Linked DNA regions of Mus musculus: regions 1, 2, 3, 5, 6 and 7 are each linked to region 4. Evidence: chromatin contacts called from public Micro-C and promoter capture Hi-C data. All regions are on one chromosome and are shown on one strand. The core of a region is the stretch at or near the end of the contact, and the rest is flanking DNA. Distances in the headings are between cores, read along the strand shown.

Region 1 (3,873 bases), core at 643-3,142, 230 kb after region 4:
TAAGTGTTAAATGGAAGCGATTGCTTTGGTTATGTCAGATTGGGAGCAACAGGCCTCATCCTCCGTAGCACCCCGACCACGGAGGCCCACTCACCGTGCCAGTAGTTGCAAATGGAAAATTCCTGGCCCCAAGGACTATAGCAGACCCGATAGAGGTTAGACCGCATGGACGTGGGGAAGAGCCATTTCAAATAGTCCGTGTCTGAAAGAGAACCGCCATGCCAAGGGCCATCAAATCTCTGTGCCCCGAACACACTATACTGCCTTCTATGGCACCCACAGTGCCCACTCACCTCCATACTGGCCCATCTGTGGGGAGGAGAGGGAGATGAAAGAGTCCACATTGTGGTTATCCATGACAGACAGCAAAGCACGGCACACCAGGCCCCCTGGAAGCAGAGCACCAGTGTTGGAAATGGTCTTTTAGGTTGATTGATTTATTTCATGTATATGAGTGCACTGTCCCTGTCTTCAGACACACACACCAGAAGAGGGCATCAGATCTCATTACAGATGGTTGTGAGCCACCACATGGTTGCTGGGAATTGAACTCTGGACCTCTGGAAGAGCAGTCAGTGAGTGCTCTTAACCGCTGAGCCATCTCTCCAGCTCCGAAAGGGTCTTAAGAATAGCCACTGGAGTGATCCTTACTTCCTGTCTCTCAGAATCCCAGGCCTCCGATACACTCCATTCCAGCACGGGTCACAGGTCACATGATGGAGCCATGGTGCGAGTTTAGGCCTCTGACCAACTGAAATGCTTTTAGCTGCTCTGTAATTCCTTAAATCTAAGAACCATGGCCAATGAGCACAGAAGGAACCCTCCCTCCCACTCAGGACACAAACGCCAGAAAGTAGGCCTTAGATAAGGGTCAAGCTCAGACGGGGGTTGGGAGTTAAGAGTGTGCGTTGCTTACCCTGGGAGTAGCAGATGAGGTGCACTCCTTCAGGGGCCTTTTCCATGATGGGGACCACAGCCTCTCGGAACCCTTGTACCTGTTCCCACAGGGGCCGCAAACTCTCTCTGCCATCGAAGAGATCAAGCACTGTCACCACAGTCCCGGTGTGTGTCTGTGGGAAAGGGGCAATGCGGCACTAGGTTGGACAAAGTGTATTCACTGTGCTTGCAGGAACCCCCATCCCTCAGCTCTCCCCGTGCGGGGAGCAGTACCCTGAAAACTAGCCTAGAGGGGCTGGCTGTCTTTCATCTGCCCACGCTTCCTCCCCCAGCCACTTTATATCCATTCAGTATCCCCCACAGACCTCATTGATATAGTCCAGCAGGTGGCGGAAGCTGTATGAACTGTCAAAGAGCCCGTGCACCACGATCACGGGCTTGTAGGACCCGCGGTGGGCTGCGGGGGCTGCGGGCATCAGCAGCGGCAGGAACGGCAGGAGAAGCAAAGCCCAAGCCGAAGGAAGCCTCTGCCTCCATAGCCCCGGCATGCTCCCACCTGAGAAGGAACGAGAGGCCGTGAGGGAGACGACGCCTCTCCACTCCCAACAGACTCACAGCAAGCAACTCTCCGGCCTCCGCTCCTACTCCTGGTCCGTATGAGGGAAGGCTACTTTTAACTTACTCCATCCAGATGGCTCGGCACAAACACCTACCACCTCCATGCACCAATGCTCACCCTAAGTCCCGCCCCCAACTTGGCGCCCAAGGGACTTTGTCCCAAGGCCCAGGATCTCCCTTAAGCATCACCTCGGCCATTCACTACTCTGGGATCTGCAAAGGCCGGGGAACAGCGGCCCAGGACACACGGAGAGTGGAAACTCCCACCTGGTCTGTGTCTGGAGGCTTCGTTCCGCCAGCTGTTTACTTGTACCTAGTCTGTAATCCACCGGATACGGGGATAGGGGGACAAGGAGAGCGCGCAGTGGGATGACGGACGGGGCGCGGGGGGGGGGGGGGGGGTGCTGCTCGGGGTCGCGCAAAGCCGTCACGTCCGGGACTTTCCCTGGCAACAGGGCGAGCGTCCCCTGCAACGCGGACAGCGGACCGGAGGGGCAATGGAACATTCCATTGCACCCAAAGAACTGGGGAGGAAATAGACAGAGCGATCCATTTAGCCGGATGGGGAGAGGCAACAGCAGAAAAAGATAATACTGGGTTTCTAAAGAAGGCATTCCTAGGCTTCAGCTGCATCCAGCCACCCAGGGGTGCAACTTCCCCTCCTTAATGCGGCCCACTTTCCAATCCAGGCTGTCTGGCTTCGTAGCAGAGCCCAAGAAAACGTGCGAGGGGGGAGGTTAGGACTGACGAAAGGCGACTCCCGCTTCTATCGCTGGACGCCAGGCTTGTGTTAGGCCAGAGTGCCAGGCCGATCACAGCTGAAGAGCCCCTCTTCCCACTCCTGCCTGCCCTCCCGCTCCGGATCAGCGCCTTACAACTCTTCACTTTGAAGTGCGTGTTGTGCCCTTGTCTCCGGAGACGCCGAGAGTCCTCCAGGCCCCTCAAGTGAAGTGCAGCCTGACCCAGTTTCTCTGGCCCTACTTTTATCTCCGCATTCACGACCCACCCTCCCGGACCCACCTTATATGGGCGTGGGGCCCCGTGGGCTTCAAGGACTCACCACAGGATTTCCACCAGTCTTTCAATCCTGAGCGACCCCGACAAACTGCTCCTCAGATCCCTGCGGGCTGCTGGCGACACAAACCCTGCCAGTGCAGGCAGACTTCCTCCCCGCTGCGGGCGCTGGCACCACTCGGCCTACCCGTGACCCCTACGGCGCGCCGGAGTGCCAGGGAATAGCCTTTATCCGTCAGTGCTTTTACTTAGCAATTAAATAAGTTTGCAGGGTTTCTGAGCTTCAAGGCCTGTACTCAGGGACTTTGTTTAATCTGAACTTAATAAAACCAGAAGCGTGTATTGAAGATGGTGTGGGAGGGATGGGTCCAAGGTTCCCTCTGATCCATGCACGGTTGAAAAACCAGAACCACCGGTATGAGGCCGTGGGTAAAAATTTCTCAGACCTGGAACGGGCTCAAGCCAGGGCTTTGGAGACTGCTCTCCAGGACGCCACCAGAGGGGCTTTGTCCTAGAGCAACTGTCTCTGGAGAGAGTTGGAAAATCCTAAAGGGGTGTTTCTGATTCTCCTGCTAGGTTTCTGCAAAAAAGGCTCAACTGGTGTAACCTCTGTAGAGGGCCTATCCTTACCCCACCTCCCCACCCACGCCCTTACAAGACACAAAAAGCAAATAAAAAGAGTGGAAGTCACCGCTGTGTCTTGGGTTGACTCCGGGGGTGGATCTGCGTCTTGGGGCAGGAGGAGGGGGGAGAGAGGGAGTGCTTTAAGGAGAGGTTGTGACTGCTGACTGGACCAAGAACTCTTCAGCCCCCAACAAGCACGCTTTTCCAAACCTGCCTGTCACAAACAAGCAATTAGAGCTTGCTTCCCTCTGATGAAGCATTTCAGCTTCTTATAACCCTAGAGAAAGAAGGTACCTGTGTACCCCCACAGGCGCTTTCTTTTTCTCCTTTTCTTTAGCCACAGTCAGCATCTTACCTCTATTGTCAGGCTGTATATGGGGGAGGGGGGGTCTGAACCTCTTGGTTCCACTCTTTGTACAGTTCTGTCTCACACCTGGAGAAACCTAGAACTATCTTGCAGGATGTTCTGAGGGAAACTGAGGGAGCAACCCCATGGATGAGCAGGGACTGCTTGAACGGGGTCTGGAGATAAGTGTGGTAAATCCATTGAGCTGGCTTCTTCTCACAATATAATCACTACAGCGAGTCTTTGCGGGAGAGGCTCTAGAGATTTCTCCCTCCCTCCCTCCTTCTCTTAGTCCCACCCGCCTTGCCTGGTCTTGCCTCCCGGTTTCCATGACAACTCCAAGGGAGCTAAACTGGGGGCTTGACTGCCAGGGT
Region 2 (3,542 bases), core at 669-3,168, 250 kb after region 4:
AGAGGAAAGGGGAGGAGAGAGAAGATGGATTAATTCTCCATAAGATTCCATGGATTCCCAGAGCCACAGCATGGTGTTGGGGATGGGGAAGTGGACTAAGATAATGCTGACTCAAAACCAAAAATAAAATTTTTGAGAGGGAGAAGAGAGAGAGAAAAAAAAAAAAAGAAGGTCAGTGACCTGTGACCTGGAGTGCAACAGAAACAGAGAAAACTGGGTTTTGTTTTACCTTTTTTGTTGTTTGTTTTTCCGAAACAGGATTTCTCTGTGTAACAGTCCTGGCTATCCTGGGAGTTGATTTGTAGACCAGGCTGGCTTCAAACTCACAGAGATCTATCTGCCTCTGCCTCCTGATTTCTGGGATTAAAACCATGTGCTATCACGCCTGGCTTACAGGTGTCTTTTAAATTGCTATCCCAAATTACGTTTTTGGGTTTGTTTGTTTGTTTTTCTTGGGGGGGGGTATACAGCAAGTGTTACAAAAGCAGAAACTGGGGGTTTGGTTACCCCTGAATTACATTCTCTGGGCAGTCAAGCAGATTTACAAAGGCAGATGGCAGCCTTCCTGATCTCCTGGCTACACTTTTCTGTGTCATTAGGAAGCCCAGCAGTTTCTATTATCCTTAAACCAACTTCACTTTCTGAGCAAGTTGAAGCCCAAGGTCACTTTTCCAAGGCAGGTTAGCAAAGCCTGGTAAGAGGAGAGTTTCCGACAAACAAGTGGCTCCAAAGGGCAAAAGACACTTAGATTTCAATGAATTCAGGTGTGTAACTATTTACTTGTCTTCCTAAACTGCTACGCAAAGCTCGTTTGTAGGCTATGTATGTTTAAGTAAGAGTTGGGTCAGAGCCTCTTGGTTTAATTATTTATTTAATATCTCCGAGGACGTTTGTTAGTACACGTATTCTTTTTATATTCTAATCAGTGTAAAGCTTGTCAGTATTTCTTTTACCCTGTATCATCAATGAAGCTCTGGGTGTGATCCACAGTACCACATAAATCAGGCACAGTGGGGCATGCCCGTGGTCCCAGCATCCTCTTCTACATAGAGTTCCAGGCCAGCAAGGGATACACATGACCCTGTCAATAACACCAAGAACAACATATGCCAAAGTAAGGTGCTTAGATAATAAGGGGTTCTCGTTCCCGGAAGAACTGTGCTGGTCCAGCCGGTGCAGGCAGTTTGCCCAGCAAGGCTGAGTCACAAACGGGATCTATCTACACCTTCTGTAGGGAGGAGGAGAGCTGTTCTCTGCCGCTCCTCTCACTGGAGCATGGGATACCAGTTACACACGAAATATATAGGACAAACTAAGCTGGTGCGGAATGAGGTCACTGAGGGATCACACTGCTAGCGGGCTGGAGCACTATCCAAGAATCGCAGGCTCCATCTGAGAGTTTCGAAATCCAGGTCTGCAATTTAATATATTTTCTCATGATGGACATGCTCATTCGAGTTTGAAAAACACTACGATTCTGGATCAGGGGGCTCAGTTGAAGGGCAATGATGGATATGTGGCAAAAGTCAATCAAGGATGAGCCAAAATGGACAGGGGTTGATTTCAGCTAAGATCTCTGAATTTGGGTATAATAACAGGGGAGGGTCTGAAAGCAGCTAAAATCTCAGCCTTTACATTTGAACTGAAGCTCGAACTTAGGGTCTTTACGCATGCTTGGTAAAGCTCTCTACCACTGCTCTCTCTTCCTCAGCCCAAGTTTCCCATTTCTGGCCTTTTTACATTTTGACTAAACCAGTCAGCCAGATCTTTGTCAACCTCGGTTCGATTTGGCTAATTCTATTGCTTAGGTCTAGTCCGGTTGCTAAGGTATGGCGCTTCACGGTTGCTAGGGAAATGGCGTCACCATAGAGGCGGGACAAGGAACCTCTTCGTGCTCCTGATTGGCCGTCGTGTTAGGGACTAGCTTCTCCGTCTCTGAGGGCTCGAGAGCTGATAGAGACTCTCAGCTGCTCCCAGGCTGCCCTTCCAGGCCTCAACATCATACACAATGCAACAACTGTGACTTAGGCCGTCCTGCTATGCTCCTTGGTCTCTCAGGTACTTTTTGACCCGGTCAAGTGCCCATAGTTGGGGCGACTACCCGAACCATGGGGAATTACAGAATTTATAGTTCTAAACTAGACCTGGGTGGATTCTAGCTTGGGAAGGGGGGAAAAAAAGGAGAAACTTTTAGCACTACGAGGAGTCTTAACTAGGAATTCTGGAATTTACATGGTTTCGGTTTTTTGTTTGTTTGTTTGTTTGTTTTTTTCACCTGCTCAGGTCTGAACTACACTTGACCCATCACTTTCCAGACTAAACTGTTCTTTCCTTTATCTGTTGTGGAAGGGATCAGGAGATCCAATGGAGACCTCACCTATCAGCCCAATGAACGAGAAGAACACCGCTCAGCCGCAGCAGCGGGAAGAGAACGCCCAGCAAATCTTAAATACAGCCATTCCGTTTAGGCAGCGGTCCCCAGGTCTTCTCCCTGAAGCCCTGAAGGTGGGAGTGAGACCGGATCCAGCCAATCAAATTGTAGAGACTCAAGAGATTGAACATCCCGTGGCTGGATTTGAAGGTGACTCTGATCAATTTCAAGTCTCAACCAATGAGATGGCAGAGCACCTCCAAGCTTCTGATCTTTGGTACTGTCCTGATGGGAGTTTTGTAAAGAAGATCATAGTCCCTGGCCATGGCTTAGACAAACCCAAGCTAGGCTCCAAATGCCAAGTGTTGGCTTTGGGATTTCCTTTTGGATCTGGGATGCCAGAGGGCTGGACAGAACTAACCATAGGCATAGGACAATGGAGGGAAAAAATGTGGGGGGAACTCATGGAAAAATGCCTGGAGTCTATGCGTCAAGGTGAGGAGGCAAAGATTCACCTTCCTGGATCCTCTGCACCTCTTGCTAAACTCAGACTGGATTCCTTCACCAATGGCCGGGACTCCTGGGAGATGGAGGCTATGGAGAAGGAGGCTCTGGCCAAAGAAGAACACAGAAGGGGTACAGAACTGTTTCGAGCTGGGAACCCTCAAGGGGCTGCCCGATGCTATGGACGGGCTCTCCGACTGCTGCTGACGTTGCCCCCACCCGGCCCTCCCGAACGAACTACCCTTTATGCCAATCTGGCTGCCTGCCAGTTGCTGCTAGGACACCCCCAGTTGGCAGCCCAGAGCTGTGACCGAGTGCTGGAGCGGGAGCCGGGCCATTTAAAGGCCTTATACCGAAGGGGGGTTGCTCGGGCTGCCCTCGGGGACTTGGAAAAAGCCACTGCTGATTTCAAGAAAGTGCTAGCAGTAGATCCCAAAAACCGTGCAGCGAAAGAGGAGCTGGGGAAGGTGGTCATTCAGGGAAGGAAACAGGATGCAGGGCTGGCTCGGGGACTGCGCAAGATGTTTAGCTGATTAAAGGAGACAGGAACCCGCGAACTGTGGTCTGTGTTGTGGAATTTTCAAGGGCCCCGAAGGAAGTTGTTTGAACTCGTATCTCGTTCTGACCTACAGGGAGTTAGCGACGGTGTCAGTGAGCCACTTGGTGG
Region 3 (3,599 bases), core at 102-2,601, 200 kb before region 4:
GGAGCAAAGATATTACCACACCCACGGAGACAGTTGAGGAGCGGAGGTGCTTGTTACATGAGAAAATGTAAACTCTAGGAGATACCCGGAATTTACCACGAATGTGTTTCCCCGACCCGCTCCCTATTAGACGGGGTTTCAGGTACCTCACACCAACACTGAGCTGCTAAATCTCCGGTCTCCACCCTCCCGGTGCTGAGCTTGTATCACAGCATGCACACACAAACCTGGTTTATGTGGCGTTGTGATAGAATGAGAAGAAACGCCCAAAGTGTACAGAGAGAAAGGACAAGCAGCTTGCAATTAACCAAAGGCATAGGCTGGCATTTGGGTGTTCTATGGGTGTTTGATATTTGTAATAAAACTGGTGTTTTGTACTGTGGCTTCTCCCGTTTCTTAGCTCCCGCAAAGTCCTAGCTGAGTTAGTCAGCCCCCCCCCCCCCCCCAGGACAGTGTCCCGTTCTTCTTCAGAATTCTGTTTTACTTCTGGGTCCATCAGCTTTTATTTCCTGGGGCTCTCATTTCTCTTTACTGCTCACCCACGGACTCCTAGTGCTGAGCTGGACCGGGCGGCAGCCCCTCCCTCTCCGCACCCCAAGGCAGCAGCAACTGCATCTTGGAGTCCTTCTCTTCCTCGCTGAGGCTGGAGGAAGCGCGGTAGCGCCGCGGGTGGGGACCCCAGAAAATCAGACTGGATAACCTCGCCCGCCCGTTCAGATTCTTTCATCTTCTCCTCAGCGGCACACGCCGGGATAATCTCAATGAAATGGATAGGATTAGCCAGTAAATCTCTTCCATTCAGGGAGGGCCCGGTGTGTGACGTCAGCAGTTCCTGGGCAGATAATGTCCATAAAGGTTGCAAAGAAGAGGTGGGGTTGAGGATTCAAGGAAGGAGCGCGCAGCCCTGACTTGCGCGACGTGAGCAGCCCCGGGCAAGGGCGCGTCCTCGTGGGTGGCTCAGGGTAGTGAGACTGTTGAACCAAGAGGGGCCCTAGGAGGGACACATGAAAAGGCCCGACTGAGTCCTCTCCTTGGTTCGTCTTTCTCCGTTTTTTCCTGGTTGTCCCAGGACCTAAAGACCCCTGTGCATCCATTTATCGCATTTTCCAGTTTCTATAAAATGATGCTCATTTATTTGAGTGCTGCCCCCATCCCCAGGACGCACGCCTAGGTGGATCTGCTCAATACTCCTCTCAGGTTCCAACGTTCTAGACAACCTCTTTAGGAGATAGGACCCTATTCAGTCCTCCGCTGTTCCCAGAAGATGCCCCCCCCCGTCCCCCGCCTGTGGGTCTTCACGCACCCCACTGCTAGGCGGCCTCCGAAGGCGCACCTCTTCTTCCACCCCACAGCCCATTCTCTAGCTGGTTTCACTGATGTGGCAGCAGGAAAACTCGTCCCCAACACATTGTTTTAGTTCAGACACCCATTAACTGGGCTCTACTCGGAAAGGGCAGGGGATGGGGGTGGGGGACTGGTTCCCTCCCCTTGGTACTGTGGCTTTCGCTTTCACTTCCTTGTCGCAGAGTCGACGGATCTTCGGGGCCAAGTGGTCATGGCGTTACTGGATCTGTGCGGTGCCGCTCGGGGGCAGCGGCCCGAGTGGGCTGCCCTGGATGCGGGAAGCGGGGGTCGCTCGGACCCGGGACACTACAGTTTCTCCGCGCAAGCTCCGGAGCTCGCACTTCCCCGGGGAATGCAGGTGAGGACTGTAGGGCGTTCTGGAGAGATGCAGGAGGTGGGTGGTGGTGGGTGGCACAGAGGAAGGAGTGTCTGCCTGGGTCTGAGGAGGTGAGGACGCCAGGAGGGGCCGTCCAGGAGAGCAGCATCGAGGCTAGCCCTGAAGAACCAACGTGGAGATTAAGGCATGGGAAGGCGGGAGAAAGGGGTGGGGGAGGGACAGAAGGAGAGAGAGTCACGCACGGAGTTGAGACAGCGAGACTGAGAAGATGGTTGGTGCCAATCCCAAGACACAGTGCACAGACCACCATGCCTTCCACAGACTCACTGCTAACTACTACAGGGGCTGTACAGTTGTCTTGGAAGACCTATGAACTTTGGTGGCCTTACTTGGTCTCAGCAACCCACCCTGTGTGTCCTACGACACATTAGATGGCCTAGGTCTCAAGCCCCTCTACTGTAAAATGAGAGCAAGTTATTAAAATGTGCTTTCGAGAACCAAAGGAGCCACGGATTAGGAAACACCTTGAAGTCGCCTACCATGACCTTTGTTCCCACGTGCTGGAAAGCAGAAAGCTGGTGGGCTTAAATCCTGCTTTTCTTTCTTCGGAGCTACTGACATCTAGAGTCTGCAGACCCCTCCTCACTCTGCCACCCTGCCAGGAGCCTCCTAGCACTGAGGTGCCCCTCTGCCTCTTGCATCTCTTAGCCCACCGCATTCCTGAGGTCCTTTGGTGGTGACCAGGAAAGGAATGTTCAAATTGAGATGGCCCACGGCACAACCACACTCGCCTTCAAGTTCCAGCATGGCGTCATCGTGGCTGTGGACTCCAGGGCCACTGCAGGGAGTTACATTAGTGAGTATGTGTGCTCCATGTGTGCTCCAATGGTCCGACTCGTGGAGCTGTTCCCTCAGTAGAGCAGAAGGCCTGGGCCGAAGTTCAGACAGAGCTGGCATTATAGCACACTGAGGGTGGGGGTGGGATGGGGGGTGAGGGGTGGGTGGGGAGCTGTGGGCTCATTTCTTTGATCTCAAAACTCTTCCAGGCTCCTTAAGGATGAACAAAGTGATCGAGATTAACCCTTACCTGCTTGGCACCATGTCTGGTTGTGCAGCCGACTGCCAGTACTGGGAGAGGCTGTTGGCCAAGGAGTGCAGGTAGGCCGGTTTTATCATCTCATTTGTTCAGCCCCTCCCCCGTCCCCACCATGTCCCAGGTCACTTACACCCCCATCGGGTGATCCATTTTAGCAACCATAAGGGATATATATATATATATATATATATATATATATATATATATATATATATATCTCCTTCATGTGATTAAAAATCTCCCAAATCCTAGCCTGGGTCCCTGCTTATAAACCAGATAATCTGGCAGTCACTTAACCTGCAGGGTGGTATCATTTACTAGGCTTTTAAAATGCGGATCAGAGATTTTAAATTCCCAAACTCTCCTTTACTCTTATGTCCCGTCCCACAAGTCCATACCTTCCAAACACTCATCTCTACAATCCCTGCTCCCTCGTGCTATGGGAGAAAATGAATGCAGGTGTAGCTGCCGCCCCTGAGGCCTCCTTCTCTCTCCTCCTCCTCCTCGATCGATCGTACAGGTTGTATTATCTTCGGAATGGGGAACGCATCTCCGTGTCTGCAGCATCCAAGCTGCTTTCCAACATGATGCTGCAGTACCGGGGGATGGGCCTCTCCATGGGCAGCATGATCTGTGGCTGGGACAAGAAGGTGGGTGGCCTATGTCTGTGAGCCCCCCCCCCCCCCGAGGTGTCTTACCCATTGAACCCTCCCCTCCCCCATGCTTGATCCAGGTTTTGATGTTTACCAAAGTGTGCTGTCTTTTGTTTTTGTTTTTAAAATTCATTTATTTATTTTATGTGAGTACACTCTTGTTGTCTTC
Region 4 (3,803 bases), core at 581-3,080:
GGGCATAGAACCTTCACAAGACCAAGGGCCTCTCCTCCCATTGATGACCAACTAGGTATCCTCTGTTACACATGCAGCTGGAGCCATGAGTCTCACCATGTGATTTCTTTGATTGGTGAATAATCCCATCTTTTATCCCCTGTGTGCATAGCACAGACTTTGATTTTTCTATGTGTGATGTATATGTGAATCATAAAACTAGGAAGGGGATCATATCCTGCAAAGAGAAGTCAGGTCTCTTTCATGGGCTCAGGCCAGAGAATATGGAAGAAAAATAAAAATGCAAACATGTTCAAATCACAAACACCAAATGGGTTCTAACCCACTCAGGGGTTTGAGAAGGGGCCTCAAGTTCGTTAGAACAGCCCACAGATGCCCATCATCTCGAAGGCTATTTCCTCAGTCTTAGCTGCTGTGTGCTCCCAAGGACAAGGGGAAACACTAGCCACCACCCAGCAGAGGTTCCACACGGGAACAGGCTGCGCAAGCACTGGGGCCAGGGAGAGAGAACGAGGAGGCCCTGGGTTCAGACACACAGGTGGCTAAGCAGCAGCTGCACAGCCTGCAGAGGGCGCACATGGATCTCCCTGCTATCCCTTGACTCTATGACACCTTCACAGAAATCTTCTGATTAGACCAATATTTTACTTAACTTTATTTTTTTTTACTAAAACAAAATATACAAAATAGAATAGAAATACACATATGAAGTTCTATTTTTATACAAAGACCTCTTTGCCTGGCATAGCTCAACCCATAAAACCCCTGTGTGAGAAGTTAATTTAATATCATGATTTATCAGTCCCCCTGGGGCCCTAATGGAAGATGACACAAGGCTAGAGATGTTACTGGAGGAAACTTGAAAAACAATGGCTGATACACAGGGACCTCTCACACAGCTCTTAGAGCACAAACATCCAGGCTTCTGTTTGGGGACATAGTTTGGATTTCATGTGAGGTCTGTGCATGCTCACAGAAAACATCCATAGTAACAAGGGACTTGGCCTGGACAGTGAGGAAGTTAGCTCCTTCCTCCCTCCGTACCCAGCAGCTCAGAACCTGAGGTGTGCACTTACACTGGGGGTCCCTGACCAAAGCCACAGAAGGGCTCAGCATCATCAGCATCACGATCACAGCGGCCAAACAGGGGCCTCTGGGGAGCCACAGTCACATCCCGCTGCAGGAGAGATAGTGGTCTCACACCTTGGCAACTATCTCCTCACTCCATCTATGCCCCAGGCCATAAGAAGCAGGAGATTCACAGCCTTGCTGCTGGATTGGATAAGGTCAGTATTAAGGACCAATCAGCGTCAGATATGAACTGCATCATCAGTTGCTAGTTAGAAATTCAATGTGAGGGACCTCTTTGAAACCAGCAATTTCTTTTTTATTTACTATTTTAGTGCTGGATCCAGTTGCAGCTGAAACATTTCAACCAGGCTGCGGAGTTGGGCCAGCTCTGTGATGGTCAGTCATTCACTCAGCAGTTTGAGGACTGGGGGTGGGGGTGGGGGGGTGGGGGGGTGGTACTCACTTTTCCTACATAAAGCTGTTAGGACAACTGTTGTATTTGAAGCTGTGCGAGAGCAAAGGAGGTGAAGGAAGACGACTGTGTAGCCAGGCACCTTTAGCCTGGCGCTTACTGCACTTCAGCTTAATAGTGTAGATGTCAAAAGTGATTTACGTGCACCCACTTCAGGAGACTCATATCCTAGAGCTGGAGAAGGCTGTGGCGCTGTGGACGCCTCCAGGAGCAGCCATCCCTGGTAACTGATGACGTAGCTAAGCTCAGCCTCTTGATTGGACCAGGGAATCCGCACTCCTTCAGTTAGGGGGATTCTAACAAGCCCGAAGGAAAGAGAAGGTTAGTCATGGTGTAGTCCTGCCACAGGCGGCGTGTCCAGCTCACTCCCCGCCCCCGTACAGTCCCTGAGCAGCGCGGCAGCCCCACAAAAGCTGCCGCGCCACAAAAGCGCTCAAAGCGGCGGCAGGTTTGTCCTTGCCGCCGCAGGCCACAGCCGACGCCACGATGAAGCGTCCCACAGGAGCTGTCCAAAATGGCGGCTCCTGTTAAAACGGCCTCACCGCGGCCGCTCAGCTTGCAGTGGCGGATCCCCTGTCCCGCCTCAGCCTACAGCCTTAGTGAAATACCGCCGCTGGAACTGTCCACCATGGCAGCAGCGCCTCCTCTCCAGTCTCCCCTAGCCTCCCCACAGAGATGGTGCCTCAGCAAACCCTGGCGAAGGCCGGCTGCAGTCAGGAAGGACTTCCTACCCTAACCCATGGGTCTGACTGATGCAGGGAAAGGGGGGGGGGGAGGGGGGATGAAAAAAAAAAGCCACCAATCCCTGAGCTTCCCACAAAACAAACAAACAAACAAACAAACAAAAAACCACCAATCCCTAAGCAGGAAAACCCACCAATTCCTGCGCTCTCCCAAGTTCAAGACTTAAAATCCCACCAATCCTCACTCTGGAAATCTCTGCCCCGAAAAACACTGCCCCCTCAGAAATCCTATATAAGCACTGCCCTTTCGTCCAGTTCCCTGCTGTCCTCTCCCAGGAGCAGAAGGCAGCCATCCCTGGTTTTGTTCCTCCACACCCATATGCCTTCCACTCGCCTCAAAAGAAGCCAAGAAGAAAAGAAACAATGAAGAGAAAAAGTGAAGAGAAGGAGTGGAGCTGAGGCTCCTGAGCTCCTCAGCTCAGCTGGGGAGACCCTCCCCTGGGAGCTGCAATGCCTCTGCTGAGGAGGCTTCCTTGCAGAGCTGTGTGGTTCCTGTGGTCTCCTGTCTCAGGATGCCCTTCTGCTGGGATATCATTTCCAGTAGAGCTGTAAGGTTCTTGGGCTTCCAAGATACCCTCCCATCCGAACAGAAACACATTTTAGTGCTGTGACTTGGATAGGCTCTCCTGGTGCCTGTGCTCCCCCTAGTTCTGGGGTCTGAGCCGCACTAGGACCCTATCCCCTATCTCCAGTTGGCTTGCAGCAGTCTCACCTTCCGGCTCACTGCTTACTTGACACCCCATCCACCAGTGACAATTAGGTAAGCTTCCCCTTCTGGTGGGTGTAAATGCTTCCCTGAGTCCGAGGATGTGACTGTTGGGTGTCTAGCACCCCGTTAGTACTCTTGGAGGTGGAGGTACCTCCAGCTGTGGTCTTTAAAGCTACAACTAGCACTCTTCACCTGCCCCCCATTCTCCCACCATTGGAGCTGCTATTCTACAGTTCCTTTAGGTCTCCTGGGCCATGGTGCCCCTACCTGCCCTTGCTCACCTTCCCTTCAGAGCTGCCTATCCCACAGCTCCTCTAGGCCCTGGTGGTTTTCAGTGCAGTTTTTGAGGGCTACTACAACCCTTCCTGTCCTGACTCTATCCCACCACCCTCAGAGCTGCAACCCTGCACCTTCTTTAGGTCCTACTGGGCCATCGAAACCCTTCCTGCCCCATTTTACCACTCTCACTTAAGCTAATTATAAATTCCACAACTTCTCTAGGTCCTTGTGACTTTTGCAACTCCATTCCCAAAATTTTCCTATGGATAAGACCCTCTATGAGAGCTTGGTTCTTGTTCTCACCTTTTGGCTTCTACAAAAGTCCTGATACCAGGCACCAAGACTCTTTGGCTTAGCCAGTCTAAGATGACCCCACTGAGTTGTAGTGATGACCCACTGACCCACTGAATGGCTTGGTCCTCAATTTGTTCTCCCTGAGTCAGGGGATGCCCATGACTACAGGCTGCAGGGACATTCCATTTCCCCTTTCTCATCTATGGGAATGGTATATTTCCTACGCTCTCATTGC
Region 5 (3,871 bases), core at 898-3,397, 200 kb after region 4:
GGTCACTCCTCGCCATGCCCTCCCAAGAGAGAGGCCTCAGCAGACAGAGATGGGTCATGGAAGTAAGGGGGTGGTCCAAAAGCAAGGAAAGGCCAGCACAGGACTCCCAATACTGATTCTCCTCTAGCTGGAGGTGGGCAGGGAGGAGACAGAGCTCAAATACTGAGCAGCCAGAAAAAGAAAAAGATGGCGAGGAACAGGAATAGGGAATCTTGCCAGCTGGAGGCTGGGTGACCCTGTCCCAGATCCACACCTGTAAGGGAAAAGAAAGCTTCAGAAACATGTAGGGCCAGGAGAGGGCGCGGGGAGACTTGGGAAAATCCTTACCTGCGCCTCTTCTGAAAGGTTCATGGGCATTGAACACGGTGGTGAAAAAGCCAAAGGGGAAGGCACCGACACCAAAGGAGAAGTGGAATCCCCCGGCATCACCAAATGGCTGGAACCCCTAGGGAGGCAGGGAAGATGAGGGAAGCCCATAGGCTTGGGCAAAGGAGGGACACGGCTGGACAAGGAGACTCACCCCTCTGCTCTCTGGAGCTGGTCGCTGGCCCTGAGGGCGGGGTGGAGTTTTCAATCTGAGAGGAAGGAGAGAGGCAGGCAGCACCTTTCACACCCTGTCTCGGGATGGGACAGAAGCCTGCAGCTCCCCTCAGCATCGTGTTGGGTCTCACCTGGGATCCTGTGGCTTCTGGCTCCCTCGCCCATAAAGAGGGACGACCTTCTCCCTGCTGATGCCAGCTTTACACACCGGGCATTCTTGCCGGTCTGGCCGGGTCTCCAGCCACTGCAAAGGAAATATGAAGTGTTTTCAAGTACAAAGAGCATCTCGGAGCTCCTTGACCCTCCCTGTTTCCCAGTCCACCTCATGAACACATACCTGGTGAAGACAGGGCCAACTGGATGAAAAACAAACAAAAAGCACACGTCAAACTACAGAAGAGAGCTGCAGACCCCAGAACATGGAAGCCCACCCACCACCTGTCTCCCAGGCACTGCTGCTCTACTGCTCCATTTCTCTCCATATTCCCAACAGCTTCTAGCATACTTGCTAACTTGACTTTTCCAGCTTCTTGCCTTTGATACTTGACATTTAAAGGTACTCACATTGGGTCCTCAACATCCTCCACACATTTGATCCTTTTCTCTCTTCCGGTGTCTCCTCTCTGTCTCTCCCTGTCTGTCTCCCTCTACACACACACACACACACACACACACACCTTCAACCTCCCCCTTTCTGCCTCCGAACTTGACTTCCCAATTCAACAGGTTTCCTTTCAGCCTGAACTCCATTCTTGCTCCTAATCCTCCAGACTCCCATGGTTTTCAGACACCCACATTGTTCCTCTCCTCCTTACTTCAAGCTCAGTAAAACCCCTCTCTCCATGACCCTTCACCCTCTCCATCTTGTCCTTACACAATGCCATTGTCTTCAGGTTTGACAAATCACCCCCTCCCACATCTCATCTTAATATGACCCACATCTAGGTCCATAGTCCCTAGATCTTCCCTCCTCCTCCGACAGGCACATCCCCTAAACTGAAAAGTCTCTCATCTATTTTATCTCAACACCTGGGTAGGTCTAACGGGGTACTGTGGTTCAGGTCTCGAATGGAGGAATATGCAGCGTCCCCCATTTCCCATTCCTCCTCATAACATACCATGCACCAGCTCATAGGACCCTCCCTGGAAAGATATCTCATTTGCACAGATGTGACCCTTCCCGCACCCCCACCCCATCTACATACATCAGCAAAGACACAAGTCCTCACTTTAGGCCTCCCCTACGTGTATGTGGGGAGGTGGGGTGGGACATATGCCCTCTGGTCATCTGAAAAAAACTGCATGGTCCCCGCTCTCGGCCTCCCCAGCACAAAGACGAACCCCGCCGCCTCACCCCAAGCCCCTGACTCGGATTCTCACCAATACAGGTGGCCACACACGCTGACCACAGCTTCGCGAGCTGTCTCCAGACATATATTACATTCGAAGGTCGCGCTCGCCCCGCCCCGCTCGCGATTTGGCCCTTCGGGGCCCCCGTCTTCTTCCTCCGCTGCTGCCATGGCAAGTTCTGCTTCGCCCCCACGTAGCCCTCAGTACCCCCAGGCACACACACATATACACTAACACAGGGCACACACACAGGCACACACACACTCACGCCCCAACAAAGCAGGTCCGCCTTCGGCCCAGGATCGTTGGGCAAACTTCAAGTTTTTCTCATCATTATTGGTCGAGGTACCTGCCAATCATATAGAATTCAAAGGACACGATTGATCCAAAGAGTGGGGGCGGAAAAAGGTGTGTGTGGGGCCCCTACCCTTGCACGATGATGATTGGCTGATAGGGCTTCAGTAACTATGCACTGCCGAGGGATTGGTCATAATGAGCTAGGCCTGTGTTGTCACTCAGCTAAAGAGGCTTTGATTCGTCAGTTCAGCTGCCAGTCATAACCAAAGCTCAGAAGGGATTGGCTCAGGCCTACAGAACTCGCCCACCATAAGCCTCTTTTTTTCCTTCTCTTCCTCTTTCTTAGAAGGTCCGGGTTCCTATTGGACTTTAGAGCGAATGGTTCCAAATCAAATGATTGGCTGGCATGACACGGAAGAATGAGCATGCGCAATAAGCGGGGGGGGGGGGCGTGGAATAGGCCAACCCAGACGAAGGCGGTGTCGACTCCAGTCCCGCCCCTTCACTCGCTCTCTCTCGTCACCATGGCAACCCCTCCGCTATTGGCGGGGCCTTAGGTTCAAAGGCCTCGACTCGGCCTTATCCGGGTCTTTCCGCCCGGACTCTCTCCGCTTGATTGGGCGGTTTACTCCGCCGCTGATTGGCCGAGATCTGGAGAGACGGTGCAGAGCTAAGGGGGGAGGGGGAAGGGCAGAAGTACCAGGGTCGCAGGGTTCAAGATGGCTCCGGCCTCCTTGGGTGACGTAGAGGGAAGACCTTGGGTCCGCCCCTCCCTCTCGGAGAAGCGGGGAGCAGAGCTGGGGTTAGCCCGACGCGTGGATGGTGCGGCCGTCGGTCTGTGGCGCCGGTGTTAACCCCACTCTCTCGGTTGGACGACTTAGCCTCTCTAGGTGATTCTCACAGCAGGACCGAGCCAAAGGCCCACCGTTGTAATGTGACACAGCAGACCACAGTGGACCCCCACTCCGTCCTAAACCTTACAAGCAGAAAAGGACTGGTTCCACCCTCTTGGGAGTGGGCGCCCAAAGGACAGAGGCCGACCCCTAGGTGACCCGCCGTAGAATGGGGTAGATCCGCCCCTTCCTTGTAGTTTGCCCTGCATAGATTTGGATCTTTTTCCTGGCTGGACGGCTGGCAGCTAGGGCCTTTCCAGCACTCAGTGACCCTCACTATGGCCCAAGGCCCAGAATTAGGTAACAGTCCTCGCATTCGCAAGGGCTCTTCACCAAGCCATGTAAATCACCCAGGGCAAAGGTGTCCATGGGCGGGAGACGAGAACACGCTAGCTAAGGATTATTCAATACCTTGATAAAGGACCTGTGTGACTGAGGAATAAAGAAAGGTGAGAAGCTGGGACTCTCTATAGGAGGAGGTACGGAGAAGCGAGGATCTGGAGTATTGAAGAGGTTTAGATGCAGAATAGGCGAATAGGAGGTAGGAACGATGGACTCGTCCAGAGTGTGAAGAGGGAAGTAGGGTTTGGCCAGTTAGATACGCGGCACATCCCACCATTTTATCACCCTTAGGAAGCAGTGTTTTATTGCTCGAATTCCATCGAAAGGACTTAGCTTCTTACAGGTCTCAGCTATAGCCTCAAACTCGGATACTCTTGCCCGAGGCTCTCATGTACTGCTGTTAACAAGCATACACCACCAAAAGCCAGCGGCCAGATCGTGTGTGTGTG
Region 6 (3,483 bases), core at 14-2,513, 170 kb after region 4:
CACTTAGGAGACTGGGGCAGGATGCTCGTGAGTTTGAGGCTAGCCTCCACTACCTGGTGAGTTCCAGGCCAGCCTGGGCTACAGAATGAGACCTTGTCCAAAGTTGAGGTTTTTTTGTTTTTTTTGTGTTTTTGTTTTTTATTTGGTTGGTTGGTTGGGTTTGTTTGTTTGCTTGCTTGCTTTTAATAAAGATAAAAGGAGGTAGCATGAACTTTTGGGGGTAATGAATTCCCTTTATGGTTGTCTTTTTTTATAGATGACTTAAATTTTATGTCTTGACTAACATCTTGACTGTACCCCAGCATCCTTTGTGGAGGAGAGAGGTAGAGGTGGATGAAATAGAGTGTCCCTTTGTTATTGGTAATGACAATATTTTACATTCCTCTCTGAAGGAAGGCCAAGCCTCCAGACTCGTGGTAAAGTATCAGTGTAGAACACGGGAAGCCTGGGTTCCGTCTCCACTCGGAGGAGGGCCCAGCGTCCTGTCCACTCCCCAGGAAAAAGCCAGGCATGGAGTCATGTGCCTGTAACCTCAGCACCCAGGTGGCAGCTGCAGAAGGATCCCACAGGTTCCAGGCCAGCCAGGACGATTCGCACAGCCAGGATGTTGCGCACAGTGAGATCTTGTCTCAAAATACCTTTTTAAAAAACTAACACCCCGGGCTGGTGAGATGGCTCAGTGGGTAAGAGCACCCGACTGCTCTTCCGAAGGTCAAGCCACCACATGGTGGCTCACAACCATCCGTAACAAGATCTGATTCTCTCTTCTGGAGTGTCTGAGGACAGCTACAGTGTACTTACATATAATAAATAAATAAATAAATAAATAAATCTTTAAAAAAAAAAAAAAAAACTAACACCCCCAGAAAGAGCCAAGGAAAGGTCTAAAGATCCCCTGGGTTTGCCAAAGTGACCGGTTTCAGTTCAAGACACGTTGCTGCTCCTTTGAAAAGAGGGTGTGTCACACCAGAAACTGAGAATCCTCCCCTTGTCCCAACACCTCTGTCTAAGACCTGCCCTTCCTGGGTCACAGTAGCATTCCCTTGCCACTCCCAGTCCTGTGAAAAGGAAGCCGTATTGACCATTAAAATGACAGGAACTCCCCCATTTGGCTGACCCCCCACCCTGGGCCCTAAGAGCAAACCAGCTCCCCTCCCGGCCAGCCACGCCCCTCTCTTACTCTCCCTTGTCTTCCTTCACACACACACCAACCTCTCGCTCCCCCCACCCCCCATCAGTAGGGTGTCCAGGACATTGTGTGACTCAGGAAACAGCTCAGACTGAGGCGTGCAGCAGGCTCAGGAGGAAGAAGGGCGGTAGAGGCAGAGGAGGTGGCCTTGCCTGGCCACAAGGGCTCTGAGGGTCCCTGCCTGAAGAGGGAGAGGAGATCCGGGCCAGGGGCAGGCGCTCTGGAATGCAGCCCCAGTTGCTGCTGCTGCTGCTCTTGCCACTCAATTTCCCTGTCATCCTGACCAGAGGTGAGGGGGTGGGGGCATATCTCTCTTGGGGAGATGCTTGGTGAGGTCAGGGAAGAAAGCCAAGTCCCAGGCTCTGAAAGGACACTGGAGGGAGGAGATTCTGTCCCCTCTAATGGGGACAACCTGCAGGGAGGGCTGACTGACTCCGGGGCTACAGGAGACCCAGGTTTGTGCCTGGTGCTAGGGGTGGTGCCTGCTGTTGGGTGGGAAGGAGGGTGTCCATGCCCAGGGAGAAGCCAGCTGGTTCTGAAGTAAGAGGAACAGACAGACAAACAGGAGAAAAAATGGACTGCCTGATATGGGGAAGAGAGGAGTGAGAAGCAAGAGATGGAGACAGAGAAGAGCCCACCGGCTCCCTTTCTGTCCAGATGTCCCCAACCCCAGTGGCTCATTGCTGGCCTTTCCTGAAGGAAATCCCTTAGGTGTCTCAGCCATTCACATCCCAGGAGCGCTCTTGGCTCCCTCCTAAGCCCTGTTGCCCTGCTTCCGGGGGATGGAGCTGGGCTGAACTTGGGAGACTGGAGAATAAACAGGAAAGGGGTGGGAAGAATAACAAGCTATGAATGGAAGGCCTGGGACAAGGCTGGGACAAGGGGACCCTGTGGAGACTGGGACTGGGGTGTGAAGGAGAGAGAGAGAATGATAGAGCACCATGCACCTGGGTAACATGGGGTGGGGGAGTGCTGAGCTGCTGGTCAGTGGCCTGTAAGGAGGACCTGGTGGAGGAAGGGCAAGCCATCTGGAGACCCTTGGACCCTGGGCTCCATCTCATCTTCCAGTCTCTTCTCCAGAGCTTCTGTGTGGAGGATCCCCAGAGCCCTGTGCCAACGGAGGCACCTGCCTGAGGCTATCTCGGGGACAAGGGATCTGCCAGTGAGTGTGCATCATAGGAGCGGGACCTGGGGAGACAGGACGGGGAGGAGGAGGGGGAATCACTGGCCTGAAATGTCCCTCTACCCCTAGGTGTGCCCCTGGATTTCTGGGTGAGACTTGCCAGTTTCCTGACCCCTGCAGGGATACCCAACTCTGCAAGAATGGTGGCAGCTGCCAAGCCCTGCTCCCCACACCCCCAAGCTCCCGTAGTCCTACTTCTCCACTGACCCCTCACTTCTCCTGCACCTGCCCCTCTGGCTTCACCGGTGATCGATGCCAAACCCATCTGGAAGAGCTCTGTCCACCTTCTTTCTGTTCCAACGGGGGTCACTGCTATGTTCAGGCCTCAGGCCGCCCACAGTGCTCCTGCGAGCCTGGGTGGACAGGTAAGTACAATCAGGAGGAGCCTGTAAGTCATTCTTGTTGCTGTGACTCAACTCCCCACAATGGCAGTAGCTGCCTGAAGGAAGGAAGGCTTTATCCAGGCTCAAGGTCTGAGGGTTCAGCATCCTGGTAGGGAAGTCCTGGTAGAGGTGACAGCCTAATATTGAACAGAAACCCAAAGCTGCCAGATCATACAAGATTTACAGTCAAGAGCAGAGAGAACGGCAACACCCTTGCTTGCTTGGTCTCATCTAGCGTTCTCCTGCCATGCATAGTTTGAGACCCTCACCTAGGGAATGATGCCACGCATAGGGAATGGTGCTGCCCACAGTGGGCTGAGCCCTTCTGCATCAATTATCAGTCTAGAGGATCCCAAAGACAAGCCCACAGGGCAACCTGACCTAGGCAATTCCTCAACTGAGGCTTTCTTCTCCGGTGATCTGGGTTGTGGCAAATTGGTAGACACAACTAACTAGCACACAGACGTAGATAAGTGCTGGTACACGGCTTGCTTGCTTTTTATGCAAGTCCGGAACAGCAATACGGGAATAGTGCTGCCCACATTCAGAGTAGCTTTCCCCACTTCAATTTTCCCAATCTGTAAACTCCCTCAAAGACATACCTTCTGGCCACTGCAGGTGTTGGGCACACATGTGGTGCACAGACATACAGACATATGCAAAACACTCGTAAACATGTAAAAAAAATCTGTAAAATGGAAAAAAGTAAAGAACGGGACAGTCGGGCC
Region 7 (3,427 bases), core at 891-3,390, 230 kb before region 4:
ACACAGAGGGAAAGACAGACAGACAGACAGACACATCTCTCTCTCTCTCTCTCACACACACAGAAAGAGACAGGAGAGATAGACAGACACACACAGAGACAAACAGAGACAGAGGCAGCAGAGAAAGAGAGAAGAGAGAGAGACACAGAGAGACATAGAAACAGACACATACAGAAAGAGAGAGATAGAGTCAGAGAGAAACAGACAGACAGACAGACAGACACACACACACTCAGGAAAAAGAGACACAAGGCAGAATCAACCCTGAACACCCGCTTTGCACCCGCTGGTCAGCCAGGTTTCCTGCCCATTGTCAGTCTTTGCTGACACCTACAGGCTACAACTTGTTAATGATTTTTAAATGGAAATTTAAACTCTCCTTTTGTGGATGTTTCTGGGCAGCCTCAGACTCAGTGGAATGAGAGATCATTTCTTGAATATTCCTAGAAAAGAAATCACACCATTGTCCAAGTCTCTGTAAGGTTGACCTACTGATTAGAACTCCCTGATTGTGGAGAGCTGTGGAGTTGAAGCTCTAAAGTCAGATTTATTTATCAGTCACTTTCTTTAGTATTCTTAAAGTCATTTGGAGTCCACCTCTGAAGCTGATGTGACATCCTGAACTAGAATCATTTCTGTTGATGGAAAAATACCCTGATCATCCCCCTCAAAAAATAGGAGGAAGGTTTTGACAATTCCAGGTGACGTCTATCATTGTGGGGAGGTAAGGTGGCAATCTGAAATAGCTGGTCACTTCACACCTTCAGTCAAGAGCAGAGAGAAAGGAATGTATGCGTGTTGCCTGCTTATGGTAAGCTCACCATCTCTGCTCTTACGAGCTTCAGGATGCCTGCCTAGGGAATGGTGCCACCCACAGTGGGCTGGGTCTTCCCATATCAATTAACTTCAGACAACCCCTCACAAACATGCCCACAGGCCAACCCAGTGTAAAATCCTTCATTGAGAGTCCCTTCCCAAGTTATTGTGAGTCATGTAAAGTTGATGGTTAAAGCTGTCAATCATAACCCTTTCAACTATGAGGGGAAAAATATTTTGAGTATATTAACTTAGCAAACTGCTGGTTTCCACTGATCCCCAAACTCAGAGTGCCATAAGATAGTACCTGAAATCTACAGCAGAGAAAGACTTCTTGTTTTGCTGTAACCCACTTGCCCTGACATCCCTACTAATGTATTTGGCGGGTGGCTTGATTTATGACTTCCTATCAAAACGCTTATTTAACTGTCTTCCTGCCACAGGGCAAACTGAGCCGTTGTCCCTGGACTGTGGCCATCTACTTATATTAGGTTCAGAAAAACAAAATCTCTTATTCCTTTGATCTGAGAGGGAATGTTTTTTGTTAATAAAATAGAAGCTGAAAAACCCAAGGAATTCTGTGGCCACAGTGAAAATTTGGTAAATTAGGACTTTAGTGATACAGGGATGTCAGCACACAGGCAAAGCTATCCTTTAAGTAAATGCTGGAGACTGGGTGTGTCAGGCTGAGTAGGTGACTGCAGGCGTTTATCTGGGAGACAGCTCACACTTAATGCTCTGCTGGCACTAGATTCCATCCGCTTGCTATAGAGGCAAAGATTCTAACGGTGGCTAACTTCCACTCTCTGTGGAGATTAGAAAACGGTGGCTGGTTTTCTTTGGAATCTCCTTTAGCTGTTGCTGTTTTCAACTTCATACCTTGGATTCAGGATAATAAAATAACCAAGCTCTCCACACTTCCAAACCTGTGGATTTTCTCACTGGGTAGCCACTACACATTTGTCCACTAGGTGGCGCCAAAGACATGTGCTCTCACGACTCAGCCTGACACAATTAGGTACTTCTTAGTCCTTATTAAAAGAGCGATCCTAATATCAAATTTAAAGTGTTGGGGGGGGGGGAGACCCGGAAAAGAGAAGACAAGCAAAACAAGAGTTCAAATCTTGCTTGGTGTACAGGTTAGTTTTGTGTTAACTTTGACACAGGGAATAGGACCCTCAATTGAGAAAATGTATCCATCAAATTGACCGGTGGACAAATTTGTGGGCCATTTTCTTGATTAATGGTTGATGTGGAAGGGCACAGCCCACTGTGGGCGGTGCCACCCCTGAGAAGGTGGGCGTGGGTTTCTGAAAAGACAAAGCGAGTGAATCGTGGGTAGGTAGGAAGCAGCGTTCCGCTCACGCCTTACTTCAGTTCCTGCCTTGACTTTTCTCAAAGATAAACCGGAAACAGGATATGGAAACCATATAAGCCCTTTCCTCCCCAGCTTGCTTTTGATTATGGTGTTTATTACAGCAACAGAAATTAAATGAGGATATTTAACGCTAAGGTAACGTTTCTCTGGGTAGAATGTTACCAGTATTTTAGCGACTGCATATGCTTTCATTGAGGGCAAAGAATGTTTGTAGGAAATAGAACAACGGAAAGGAAATTACACATCTAAGCTGACATTGCCTCCTATCAGACTGTAGCAGGGGACTTAAAAATCTACCGGAGGGGCTGGAGAGATGGCTGCTTTTGCAGAGCACCCAGGTTTGGTCCCCAGCCCCTCACAACTGTTTGTAACTCCAGTTCCTGGAATCTGAACTCTCTCTGGCCTCCATGAGCAACACACACACACACACACACACACACACACACACAGAGAGAGAGAGAGAGAGAGAGAGAGAGAGAGAGAGAGTGAGAGAGAGAGAGAGAGAGAAATACCCACCCCATGCTGCATATACACACAGGCAAAACACTCATGCATGTCAAATTAAAATGTCTTAAAAAACTCATCTGAATATTTTCTTTCTTAGATTCCCCCCCCCCCCCCAAGACAGGGTTTCTCTGTGTAGCCCTGGCTGTCTTGAAATTCATTTTGTAGACCAGGCAGGCTTTGACCTCAGAGATCAATCTGCCTCTGCCTCCAGAGTGCTGGGATTAAAGGTATATGCTACCATGCCTGACACCTAGGCTGATTTTGAACTTAAAATTTCCCTGTTTACTCTCCCAAATGCTAAGATTGCAGGTGTGTGCCACCCTGTCTCATTTCATCTGAGTCTTAAGACAAGCCAGATAGAAGAAATGGTGAATGCACGTCTTAATTACTTTGCAATTGCCACGACAAAGCATCATGACCAAGGCAAACTTGTAGCAGAGTTTATTGGGGCTTACAGTTTCAGGGACGATAGCAGCAGGCAAAATGGCTTAGCACCATAGCAGTGGATGGGAGCTCACACCTGGTTCACAAGCAGGGGGCAGAGGTGGGGCAGGGAGAGCTAACTTGGAGTGGCCTGGGATTCTGAAACCTTGAAGTCCACCCCACCCAAAGCTAACACACCTCCTCCAAGGCCACACCTCTTAATCCTTCCCAAACACCTTCCCCAACTGGGGATAAGGCACTCAAAAATGTGCGCTTATGGGAGCTATAGTCACTCAGACCACC

Evidence for each region. Promoter capture Hi-C pulls out the DNA fragments that hold promoters and counts their contacts. A called contact is a pair of places that touch in the nucleus more often than the background predicts. Capture Hi-C pulls out chosen DNA fragments and counts their contacts.
Region 1: a promoter capture Hi-C map of adipose tissue shows a contact between it and region 4. The contact joins the promoter of Ppt2 here to the promoter of BC051142 in region 4. A contact is called at or near these places in 6 of 39 promoter capture datasets (embryonic stem cells, frontonasal cranial neural crest, hippocampal neurons and 3 more), 1 of 15 datasets of contacts at CTCF or cohesin (pro-B cells), 21 of 484 Hi-C or Micro-C datasets (B cells, the HL-1 cell line, Th1 cells and 12 more), 4 of 115 datasets of contacts at active chromatin or transcription factors (the HPC-7 cell line, bone marrow-derived macrophages, embryonic stem cells and 1 more) and 3 of 9 other capture datasets (adipose tissue, liver and macrophages).
Region 2: a contact with region 4 is called in a Micro-C map of embryonic stem cells, with 1.9 times the contacts expected there. The contact joins the promoter of Fkbpl here to the promoter of BC051142 in region 4. A contact is called at or near these places in 10 of 39 promoter capture datasets (the C10 cell line, cranial neural crest, embryonic stem cells and 7 more), 1 of 484 Hi-C or Micro-C datasets (embryonic stem cells) and 5 of 115 datasets of contacts at active chromatin or transcription factors (the 230-238 cell line, the HPC-7 cell line, bone marrow-derived macrophages and 2 more).
Region 3: a contact with region 4 is called in a promoter capture Hi-C map of embryonic stem cells, with 2.9 times the contacts expected there. The contact joins the promoter of Psmb8 here to the promoter of BC051142 in region 4. A contact is called at or near these places in 11 of 39 promoter capture datasets (the C10 cell line, the HPC-7 cell line, HPC-7-derived erythroid cells and 4 more), 5 of 484 Hi-C or Micro-C datasets (B cells, cerebral cortex and embryonic stem cells), 14 of 115 datasets of contacts at active chromatin or transcription factors (acute myeloid leukemia, bone marrow-derived dendritic cells, bone marrow-derived macrophages and 7 more) and 4 of 9 other capture datasets (adipose tissue, liver, macrophages and 1 more).
Region 5: a contact with region 4 is called in a promoter capture Hi-C map of cancer-associated fibroblasts, with 6 times the contacts expected there. The contact joins the promoter of Rnf5 here to the promoter of BC051142 in region 4. A contact is called at or near these places in 9 of 39 promoter capture datasets (the 3T3-L1 cell line, the C10 cell line, the HPC-7 cell line and 5 more), 7 of 484 Hi-C or Micro-C datasets (B cells, the HL-1 cell line, bone marrow-derived macrophages and 4 more), 8 of 115 datasets of contacts at active chromatin or transcription factors (acute myeloid leukemia, bone marrow-derived macrophages, embryonic stem cells and 4 more) and 4 of 9 other capture datasets (adipose tissue, liver, macrophages and 1 more).
Region 6: a contact with region 4 is called in a promoter capture Hi-C map of the HPC-7 cell line. The contact joins the promoter of Notch4 here to the promoter of BC051142 in region 4. A contact is called at or near these places in 16 of 39 promoter capture datasets (3T3-L1-derived adipocytes, the C10 cell line, the HPC-7 cell line and 10 more), 1 of 15 datasets of contacts at CTCF or cohesin (stem cell-derived epiblast-like cells), 30 of 484 Hi-C or Micro-C datasets (the HL-1 cell line, the MC3T3-E1 cell line, adipose-derived mesenchymal stem cells and 13 more), 7 of 115 datasets of contacts at active chromatin or transcription factors (bone marrow-derived macrophages, embryonic stem cells, epiblast stem cells and 1 more) and 4 of 9 other capture datasets (adipose tissue, embryonic stem cells, macrophages and 1 more).
Region 7: a promoter capture Hi-C map of the HPC-7 cell line shows a contact between it and region 4. The contact joins the enhancer-like site here to the promoter of BC051142 in region 4. A contact is called at or near these places in 7 of 39 promoter capture datasets (the HPC-7 cell line, cranial neural crest, embryonic stem cells and 2 more), 4 of 15 datasets of contacts at CTCF or cohesin (embryonic stem cells, large pre-B cells and pro-B cells), 19 of 484 Hi-C or Micro-C datasets (B cells, CD4 T cells, bone marrow-derived macrophages and 7 more), 12 of 115 datasets of contacts at active chromatin or transcription factors (acute myeloid leukemia, bone marrow-derived dendritic cells, bone marrow-derived macrophages and 5 more) and 5 of 9 other capture datasets (adipose tissue, embryonic stem cells, liver and 2 more).

Annotation. Positions count from the first base shown.
Region 1 is chr17:34,625,543-34,629,415 of GRCm38.p6, forward strand. Ppt2 (palmitoyl-protein thioesterase 2) reads right to left here and starts at 1,893. Exons shown (of 9, transcript NM_001302396.1): 1 at 1,783-1,893; 2 at 1,263-1,453; 3 at 917-1,070; 4 at 294-389; 5 at 95-202. The coding sequence starts at 1,445. It also overlaps a transcript of Prrt1 not described here.
Region 2 is chr17:34,642,896-34,646,437 of GRCm38.p6, forward strand. Fkbpl (FK506 binding protein-like) reads left to right here and starts at 1,919. Exons shown (of 2, transcript NM_019873.3): 1 at 1,919-2,058; 2 at 2,350-3,542. The coding sequence starts at 2,365. The coding sequence ends at 3,408.
Region 3 is chr17:34,196,844-34,200,442 of GRCm38.p6, forward strand. It overlaps Psmb8 (proteasome (prosome, macropain) subunit, beta type 8 (large multifunctional peptidase 7)), which reads left to right and starts at 1,352. Exons shown (of 6, transcript NM_010724.2): 1 at 1,352-1,702; 2 at 2,390-2,537; 3 at 2,728-2,839; 4 at 3,298-3,427. The coding sequence starts at 1,556. It overlaps Tap1 (transporter 1, ATP-binding cassette, sub-family B (MDR/TAP)), which reads left to right. Exons shown (of 11, transcript NM_013683.2): 11 at 1-382.
Region 4 is chr17:34,396,990-34,400,792 of GRCm38.p6, forward strand. BC051142 (cDNA sequence BC051142) reads left to right here and starts at 1,831. Exons shown (of 20, transcript NM_001001177.2): 1 at 1,831-1,864.
Region 5 is chr17:34,601,414-34,605,284 of GRCm38.p6, forward strand. It overlaps Rnf5 (ring finger protein 5), which reads right to left and starts at 2,148. Exons shown (of 6, transcript NM_019403.3): 1 at 1,921-2,148; 2 at 878-896; 3 at 672-784; 4 at 521-575; 5 at 328-445; 6 at 1-253. The coding sequence starts at 2,060. The coding sequence ends at 156. It also overlaps a transcript of Agpat1 not described here.
Region 6 is chr17:34,563,032-34,566,514 of GRCm38.p6, forward strand. It overlaps Notch4 (notch 4), which reads left to right and starts at 1,264. Exons shown (of 30, transcript NM_010929.2): 1 at 1,264-1,478; 2 at 2,270-2,351; 3 at 2,442-2,737. The coding sequence starts at 1,415.
Region 7 is chr17:34,169,176-34,172,602 of GRCm38.p6, forward strand. No RefSeq gene overlaps it. Among named protein-coding and RNA genes, the nearest start is that of Psmb9, 16 kb to the right of the region's middle. Within about 2 kb of position 2,141, at least 97 of the 459 cell types and tissues checked have an H3K27ac peak or open chromatin away from gene starts, as enhancers often do. A contact at or near this core is called in B cells, the HPC-7 cell line, adipose tissue and 6 more, where this site is marked.